Linked DNA regions of Sus scrofa: region 1 is linked to region 2. Evidence: chromatin contacts called from public Hi-C data. All regions are on one chromosome and are shown on one strand. Each heading gives the region's core, a stretch centred on a gene start, on an enhancer-like site or on the middle of the called end of the contact. The rest is flanking DNA. Distances are from core to core; before and after follow the strand shown.

The links. A called contact is a pair of places that touch in the nucleus more often than the background predicts.
Region 1: a contact with region 2 is called in a Hi-C map of liver, with 6 times the contacts expected there. The contact joins the promoter of ZBTB21 here to the promoter of PRDM15 in region 2. A contact is called at or near these places in 3 of 47 Hi-C or Micro-C datasets (embryonic fibroblasts, heart right ventricle and liver) and 1 of 2 datasets of contacts at active chromatin or transcription factors (alveolar macrophages).

What each region holds. Positions count from the first base shown.
Region 1 is chr13:205,362,138-205,366,520 of Sscrofa11.1, reverse strand. It overlaps ZBTB21 (zinc finger and BTB domain-containing protein 21), which reads left to right and starts at 1,370. Exons shown (of 3, transcript XM_021071019.1): 1 at 1,370-1,554.
Region 2 is chr13:205,238,746-205,243,052 of Sscrofa11.1, reverse strand. PRDM15 (PR domain zinc finger protein 15) reads left to right here and starts at 1,491. Exons shown (of 24, transcript XM_021071017.1): 1 at 1,491-1,628. The coding sequence starts at 1,527.

The sequences.
Region 1 (4,383 bases), core at 121-2,620, 120 kb before region 2:
ACTGAGCCGCAAGGGGAACTCCCAGGGAGTTCCTGTCGTGGTCCAGTGGTTAACGAATCTGACTAGAAACCACGAGGTTGCAGGTTCGATCCCTGGCCTTGCTCAGCGGGTTAAGGATCCGGCGTTGCCGTGAGCTGTGGCATAGCTCGCAGATGCAGCTCGGTTCTGGTGTTGCTGTGGCTCTGGCGTAGGCCGGCGGCTATAGCTCCGATTAGACCCCTAGCCTGGGAACTTCCATTTGCCGAGGGTGCGGCCCTAAAAAGATAAAACAAAACAAACAAAACAAAACAAAAAACAACAACAAAAACACAAGGGGAACTCCTGGAACATAGGTTTTAATCTTTATCAACCTAATCAAGATTATTCCTTACACAAATTCTTCGAACATTTCTTAAGTTATCTTACCTATGGTCATGTGCATATATTCAACTTTCAAAAATCAATCTGAAAATTAAAGATATCTGAAAAAATACTAAACAACGTGGACTGGAAATCTAAGACTTAAACATCTGTCCTAAACGCAGTCTCCTCTGCCTCCAGGCTGGTCTGCTCTGCCTTTGGAAACACATCCAGATGTTCCGATTAGCTTGCCTACCAGAACCCTTCTTCAGTGTTCCGTTATTTCTGTAATACTAATTTCCTGGTTTGGAATGAGAGTGAAGTGAGCTTTCAAATTGATGAGCTTGTAATATTCATGCAGGAAAACGAGTCTGCCGGAGAGCAAATGAGAACTGAGAATACAGAAAATAAGTTAGCTACTCAGAGATGGTTTAAGTGATGCCTCCGAAAAGTGAAGGACCACGCAGCCCACAAGTGATGCCTCCGAGCCCTCTCCCCCCCCCCCACCTGCTCGGGCAAAATGAACCTGGCGGCCGGTCCCCGAGTCACCGGCGAGCGGTCCCAGGCCGCGCAGGTGGGTGGAAACGTCTGCGCTCAGGTCCGGACTCTGCAGACCCGCACCCAGCGCACCTCCACGCCTGCCGAGAGGCGTCCACGCTGCGGGCGGCACCTGCGGCCGAGGACAACCGCGCGGCGGTCGGAGAACCGTCCCCCGAGGGGCCGGCCGAGGGGCCGGCGGAGGCGCCCGCAGCGCGCTGGCCCGGGAAGGGGGCATCACCCGGCGAGCCCCACCGGCGCGGGTCCCCGCGGCGCCAAGCCCACCCGTGCGCGCCCCTCCCGCCGCCGCCTCCCCTCAGGGATACGCCGCCCGCCAAGGGCCGGGGGAGGGCGCCGGGCGGCGGCGCAGCAGGAACATCAGGCGGAAGGCGCGCGCGGGAGGACGCGGCAACCGCGGCGTCGGCGCCCGGACTCCCGTCAGGCCCGCCCTCGCCCGGCCCCCAGGGCCGCGCACCTCCCTCGCCCCGCCCCCCGGCGCCTGGCGGCCAATCACAGCGCCGCGCACGTGACGAGCGCTGCCTGCGATGACCTCATCCCTGGTGTGGGATGACGTCAAATTCAAGATGGATGGAATCACAGCGGCAGCGGCGGCTGCGGCGCGCGCGAGCCGAGTGTGAGCGGAAAGGGGCCCGGCGTCTGCCTCGGGGCTGAAGACGGGTGAGTAACTGTCACGCCCCTCGCCCTAGGAGAACTGCGGGGCCCCGTGGGGGGCTACAGCCTTCCCGCAAAACGCGGCCTTTCCTGACGTAACTCTGAGGTGATCTCTCTCCTCCTTTTTCTCTCCGCCAGCGGGTTGCGGGCTCCGAGCGCTTCTGCGCGTGCGCCGGGCCCGGCTCTCACCGAGCATGCCCCGGGCTCCCACGTAGCCGATTGTGCCTTCACACTGCGCATGCTCCTTGCCCGCACTTGGCCTCGCCCTCGCCACTGCGCACGCTCCGTCCCTCACTGGGCTTCCCTCGCCCGGCCGGTGCTCCTGCGCCGAGCGGTTGGGGCGCCTTCCGGCCGCGGGCGCGTGCTCCGTCCCTGGCAGGCGTGGAGGCCGGCCCGTGTCCTCCAGGCGCGCGTGCGTGCGCGGAAGCTGGGGGCCGGGTGGCCCCCCGCACCTGCCGCGGCCCGCGCCCCCGCCCCGCCGCTCCTCGGGCCCCGCCTGGCGGCCGCCGGCACTCCCAACGTGGTCCCGAAAGGATGCTCTCCCTGCCTCCTGGCCGGCCCTCCGCCGGACGCCGCAGACCCCCTGGAGGACCCGTTTCCCCGACTCTCCACCGCCGGCCGCAGAGCACAGCCCCCAGCTGCCGGCCAGCGTCTCTGCTGGGATGCGGAGGACTCCACCCGAGAGAGCCCCCGCCCGAACCTGCTGTGGGGAAGGGGTGGGTCCCGGCCAGCGCGCTGGGGACTTCAGCCCCGAGACCTCTGCTGGCTCCAGTCCCGAGATCTTTTATCACCCAGACCGCTCGCCTGGAACAGGTTCACTAGTCCAGTGCAGAAGCGCATGCCCTTGAGCGCAGGAGCGCCCCTCGGTCTGGCCCTTCACCGGGTCGCTGTGCCCTCCCCCGCAGCGCTGCGTGGTTCTGGAGGACCTACTTCAGCAGCACCTGTGGGGGCAGGGGGATTTTAGAGATCGGTTCTCCTACCGCATTGCCTGGCGAGGGGGTGTTGGGGGGCGGCGGGAACGTTAACAAGAGCCCGCAGCAGCCTGGAGGGGTCTCGGTGCAAGAGCCGCACTCACTTCTAGCATCCCGAAGGCACCAGCCTATTCAGCAGAGTCCAGTGACTGCCTAACGATGACCCTGAACCATCGATAAGGAGCCTGCATTGTGTTCTGCTTCCTTGTTCGGAAGAAAGTGGGTTAATCCATTTTAGAAAGATTTCTCATTGACTTTTTTTTTTTTTTAAGTGTTACCCTCTGATGCTTGGAGTAAATCCGTCATGCACCTTAATGATTAATAGTCATTACATTTAAATTTTAAGTACCATTAAATATCAGTGTTAAAAAGAAATTTGGGGCATTGGCTTACTTAAAAATAACTGTTAATTCATTCTTCCTTTTAACACTATTCAGTATACTCTGTGCTTCATTCTGTGGAAATAAAAGTTGGAAAGGATATGATCCCCGTCCTTGAGGGCCTCACAGTGTTTACGGCAGGCAGGGCATGTTAAGTGTGGGACAAAAGAGGGGCCAGGTTATGGAGAGAGTCTCTGGGTGAGGGGGAGGTGAACTGGAGGAACTGTTGTAATTGGCCCCAAAGCCAGTAGGGCGGAGGAGAGCAGATTCTAGAGCTGTGTATGAGCAAGGCTTGACAGGTTGTAGTCACCGGCCAGAAAGGAAGCGGGTTCTAGTTCGGGAGGCCTGCTGGCTGGCAGCACACCACACTCATAGGGAATGTGTGAGGACGAGCAGTCATGGGGGTAGGGGCCGGGGGAGGGTCATACGTACTGTCTTGGACAAGTGGGATATCTCGTGACAGCAGCGTCCTGAGAAAGACATTTGGAGCATTGAGAAGGCTAAGCAGGGATGCAGATTTGGGTGTCACCATCCAGCAGGAATGAAGGCCACAAGCCCTCATCAAAAAGCAAAGGAGGCTGCCGTGTGCTGGGCTCTGTGCTGGATGCTGGAGCAGCAAAGGTGAGCCAGCCCAGGTCTCGAGCCCTAGTGATGGCTGCGCAGTAGACACCTGCTGGGCCTGCGCTAAGCATTAGGGATGCATGGATGGAAGCAAGGGTTCTTCCTTCAAGGACTCTCATGAGAGGGTAGCTATAAAGGCACATCACTCGGAAGAGCTGTGTCACTGCAGAGGAGTGAAGAGGTGCCGTAGCTTGGATGGCTGGGCTGCTGGCAAGGAGCACATCACCAGCTTGGCAGAGACGGGGACGTCTGCGCTGGCTCTCTCTCTAGACGGCAGCACAGTGAAGGAAATAGGGTTCGGGGAAGTTGGGTATGCTGGTTTGTGGGGTGGATGGGCAGGAGGGTCCTGTAAGGGTGGAGAGATGAGTTCTGATCAGAATACCAAGAGTTTTGGGGGGGGGGTTCTTGGTTTTTTTTGTTTGGTTTGGTTTTTTTTTGTTTGTTTTTTTTTTTTTGCATTTTAGGGTCGCAGTGCAGCATATGGAAGTTCCCAGGCTAGGGATCGAATTGGAGATGCAATTGCTGACCTACACCACAGCCACAGCAACGCTGGATCCTTAACCCACTGAGTGAGGCCAGGGATGGAACCTGCATCCTCGAGTCGGGCTGGTAACCCGCTGAGCCACCATGGGAACTCCAGAATATGACAGTCTTGTGCGCCATTCGGTAGAGTTGGGCCTTATCTAGGCAGGAATAAAAAAATCGATACAGTATGCTAAAGGGCGCTAATGGGAGGAAGACAAACAAAAGGCAGTGTCCACTTCTGAGAGTGTCAGAGGACAGAACAATCAGCAAATATTTATTGTTGTGTCAGATACCCCGGTGAGCACTGTGAAGGGTGTCAAGGATGTTAAATAGGTGCC
Region 2 (4,307 bases), core at 242-2,741:
CTACGGCGTTATTTATCTTTTCTTTTATGGCTGCACCCCCGGCACATGCAAGTTCCAGGGGCCAGGGAGCCACAGTTACAACCTACTCAGCAGGTGTGGCAACACCAGATCCTTTAACCCACTGCACGGGGCTGGGGATGGAACCTCTGCCTCCCCAGAAAATGAGCTGCTGCAGGTGGATTCTTAACCCACAGTGGAAACTCCTTTGCATCTTTTTCTTGTTGGTTCTTAAGAGCTTTACACAAGCAAGAGGAGAAACCCTTTCTAATATCAATTTCAAATCATTTCTCTCCGTTCATTCCCTCTCTTTGACTTTATTATTACATATTTTTCTTTGGGGGCCACCCTGTGGCATATGGAGTTCCCAGGCCAGGGATCCCAGCCACAGCTGCAGCAATGCTAGATCCTTAACCCACCGGGCCCCGTGGGGAATCGAACCTGTGTCCCAGAGCTCCCAAGACACCACAGACCCCTTTGTGCCACAGAGACTTATACCTCTTCGACTTGATTAATGAGGGTTTCTGCCAGGTAGAAATGAATGACAGTACATCTGAGAATCCTGTCCTGGCCTAGATAAATGACCCTCTGGTCCCTCTACTTCTAAGACTTTCTGATCCTCCTGTCCACTGGATGGTGGGGGCGTCAAGAGGCCAAGCTTGGGAGGGAGGCAGAGCCAGGGAGCAGTCTGCCTGTGAACCTTCCACCCAGCAGTGCGGCGGGGTAGTGGTTAAAGGGCGGATTTCAAGGACTCACTTGGCCTGGCCTCTGTCGCCAGAGCGCTGCTGGCCTCCCTCTCCTTCACGCGCCTAGGGGCTGAGCAAGGGTTTCTAAGCATTTACTGAGTGCACAGGAAAATGACCAGGGATTGCAGCAACTCTGGGCTAAATGCAGAACTCATTATGATTGGGCAGCAAATCTTAGGCCCGTTTTAAAGAAAAAATTCGACTTCCTCTCCCACCTAATCCCCCAAAGGCTCGGAGCGGCCATCAGAAGAAAGGGGTGCTTGTGCGAGCTGCCAGCGCGAAGCTGTCGGGGGTCGCGGTACCAGCCTGCGCCACCAGGGAAGGGGCCGCGCGTGGCCGCCAGACGCTCCCTACCGTCCCGGGGAAAGGGCAGCCGGAACCCGCCCCGCTTTTCCCGGCCGATCCGGATCCAGCCACCCGCTCACCCCGCCTGCGCCCTGTCACAGTCCTGTCTACACCACCCTCGCTCCCCCTCGTCCACGCGGTCCTCAATCCCACTGCCCCGTCTACCCCAGAAGCTCCCGTTCCACTGGTCTGTGCCACCTTCTCCGTCCACACGACCCGCGCGCCCTGCCGCTCCCTGGTCCACGCCGCCCGCTCCACCGTTTCCGTTCTGGTCCACACGTCCAGCTTCCGCGCCCAGGCCTCCCGCTCCCCGGCTCTCGCGTCCACGCCGCGCTCTCGCGTCCACGCAGCCCTGCCGCCCGCTCCAGGTGCAAGCCGCCGGCTCCCCCGCTCCCGCGTCCACGCAGCCCGCGCCCCCGGAGGACTACAACTCCCACAATGCCCCGCCGCCGCCCCCCGGCTTCCGGTGCTGCGCAGTTTCCGGAGCGGATCGCAACCCGGAGTCCGGATCCGATCCCGCTCTGCACATTCCAAAGGCAGGTAAAGCCCGGGCCCCGCGCCCGCCGCCCGCCCCCGCGCGCGCCGCCCCGGCCCGGCCCGGCCCGCCGCCCCCGCGCGCCCCCGCCCGGCCCGCCGCCCCCGGCCCCGCCCGGCCCGCCGCCCGCCCCGGTCCAGCCGCCATGCCGCCTGTTCTTTGTTACATTCGCCGGCTGCGGGCACCGTGGGCGATCGGAGTCAAAACCCGGCTGGATTTCCCGGAGCCGCTCCGGGATCGCCCTGCGCGCCGCCAGCCCGCCCGCCGCCGGCCCCGCCGCGGGCCTCGCCGCCCATCGCCCCCCAGCCGGCCTGCTCCGGGCGCGGGGCCGGGGCCGCGCTCGCCCGTGGGCGCGGCGCGGGGGCTCCTCCGCCCCCGGCCCCCGGCCCGCGGTCCCGCCCCCGGGCGCCCTCGTCGCCGACGGTCCCTCGTGATGTCACTGTCCCCGTCCTGGGCCCAGCCCCCGGGGGCGCACGGGGAGGGTCCCTGGACCCTGGCTCCTGCGATTGGAAAAGCAGACCCCTGGATTCGGGCGATGGGGTTGCCAAGGCCCCCACATCATCCCGTTTGCGTAAACCCGGGGGTGGTAGAGGCAAGGTAGCGAAATCCGTGGACCTGTGACCCAACCAACCCCGCCCTTGAGGTGGGAGGCTGTGTTGGGAAGGGGCGCACCGGCCCCGCCCTGGCGCGGACAGGTGGACCAGCTGGCCACGTGGCCTCTGGCCGGGGGACGGGTGTTCGCGTTAAGGGTCAGCTTTGAGAAGACAGGTGAAAACGCGGAGTGGAGAGAGCGCCCTACCTGACAGTTATGACTATTCTGTGTTTATTAAGCTCTCAGTGTTGTTGAGATCTTTTTCACAAATGCACAGAAGTTGGCCCCTCCCCCACCCGGGGTAGATTAAAATGGTAGAAACAAGTGTGCCATCAGAGACACGTGGAGCAGGGTACGCATTTAAAGCTGTCAACCCACAAAACCCACTTTTGCCTAAGCCACTCTCCAAAAATCTGGACTCACCAGATACATTTGGAGAACCCAGCTTGGTTCCTGGAGGTATTTGTAAGGATGAAAAGTACATGAACAACTGGTTTTGCCAGAAATCTTAAAAGGTAACAATGAGACCTTTCCCTGGAGAGTGCAATTATGTAGACACTTTGTTTTTATAAGTCCGCCTCCCCCACCCCACCCCACACACTGTATTTTGTTTCAAACCTGGACATTTTCACATTTTCCACATTTTCACTGCTCCACTCTGCTTTTCTGGGTTTCACTGACATCCCTGCCTTTTATGGTGAATGGTTGAGAAAGAGAACTGTAGTTTGAATTTTGAAAGCGGAGAAACAATAAGATTTACCCTTTATAAAGTTTCGTTCTCCTGTATCTGTGTTTCATATTTTTGCAGAAGAGTGGCGGACAAAGAGTACAATAATATGGTTGATTTTCTAAGCAGATGGAACAGTTCTTTCTTTCCTAGAGACCAATAAATTAATTTCCAAATCAACCCTGCCCGCAACCCCCATTAGCTTTTCCAGGAATGTGAGAAAGGACCCCCTTAGCTTGGGATTTAAATACCTCTCATAGATCGTATTCTTTCGATACCATCGTCTGTGCGGACAGCCAGGAGAAAAACACGCCTCCCATTCTGCAGGTTTAAGGCTCTGGAGGCAGTTGTTTCGTGCACTTGGGATGTGAGAGGCTGAGACGGTGAGCTGTGACTCAAATGCTGTCTCAGCCTCCGTTCGACACTTGGGAAGCGTGCCTGGCGATACCCATCCAGTTCATCTCACGAGGTTCACGAGTGCGCATGTTCATTGGCCGTCCGCTCAGCAGCTGTCACGTGCCAGGCACTGCAGAGCAAGAGGGAAGCCCCTGCCCGTGGACCGAGGGAGGTAGACAGTGCTTAGAATGCAGAGAAGAAGACCGCAGGAGTTCCCGTCGTGGCTCAGTGGTTAACGAGTCCGACTAGGAACCATGAGGTTGTGGGTTCGATCCCTGGCTTTGCTCAGTGGGTTAAGAACCCGGCGTTGCTGTGAGCTGTGGTGTAGGTTGCAGACGCGGCTCGGATCCCACATTGCTCCGGCGGCCACAGCTCCGATTCGACCCTATCCTGGGAACCTCCATATGTTGCGGGTGCGGCCCTAGGAAAGGCAGAAAGGCAGGAAGGATGGCAGGTGGAGAGGCAGGGATGTGGGTGGCAGGGACCAGGAAGTTCGGTGTGAGCGGGGGACATCTGAACAGAGACCAGGGCTGTGAGGCCCTCAGGGGGGATCTGAAGTGTCACAAGCCAACCAGTGCCAAGTGCAAAGGCCCTGAGCTGGCCACAAGCTTCTGTGGTCAAGTTGGGGCAGCACAGGCTACACTGAATTCAGTTTTCCCTGAGCCAGTGGACACCAGTGGGGGCTTTGGGCAGGGGTGGAGTAGGATCTGTGTCTTTTTAGAGATGACCACCGCCGCAGAGGGGGGAGGGTCCAGGCCCAACAAAGGTCTCCCAGAAACAGGGTGGGGGCGGGGGGACATGAGGTGTTAGGATACAGAGTATTTCTAGAGCGAGGAGGGCCTGGCTGCTGGTCCAGGGGAGGACTGTGCAGCTGACAGGTGTGCGGGTTGGGGGGTGGCCCGGGAATCAGGGCTCCGTGGACCAGCGGCGTCTTCAGACACCCCTTGGGATGGGGAGACCCTTGCCCAG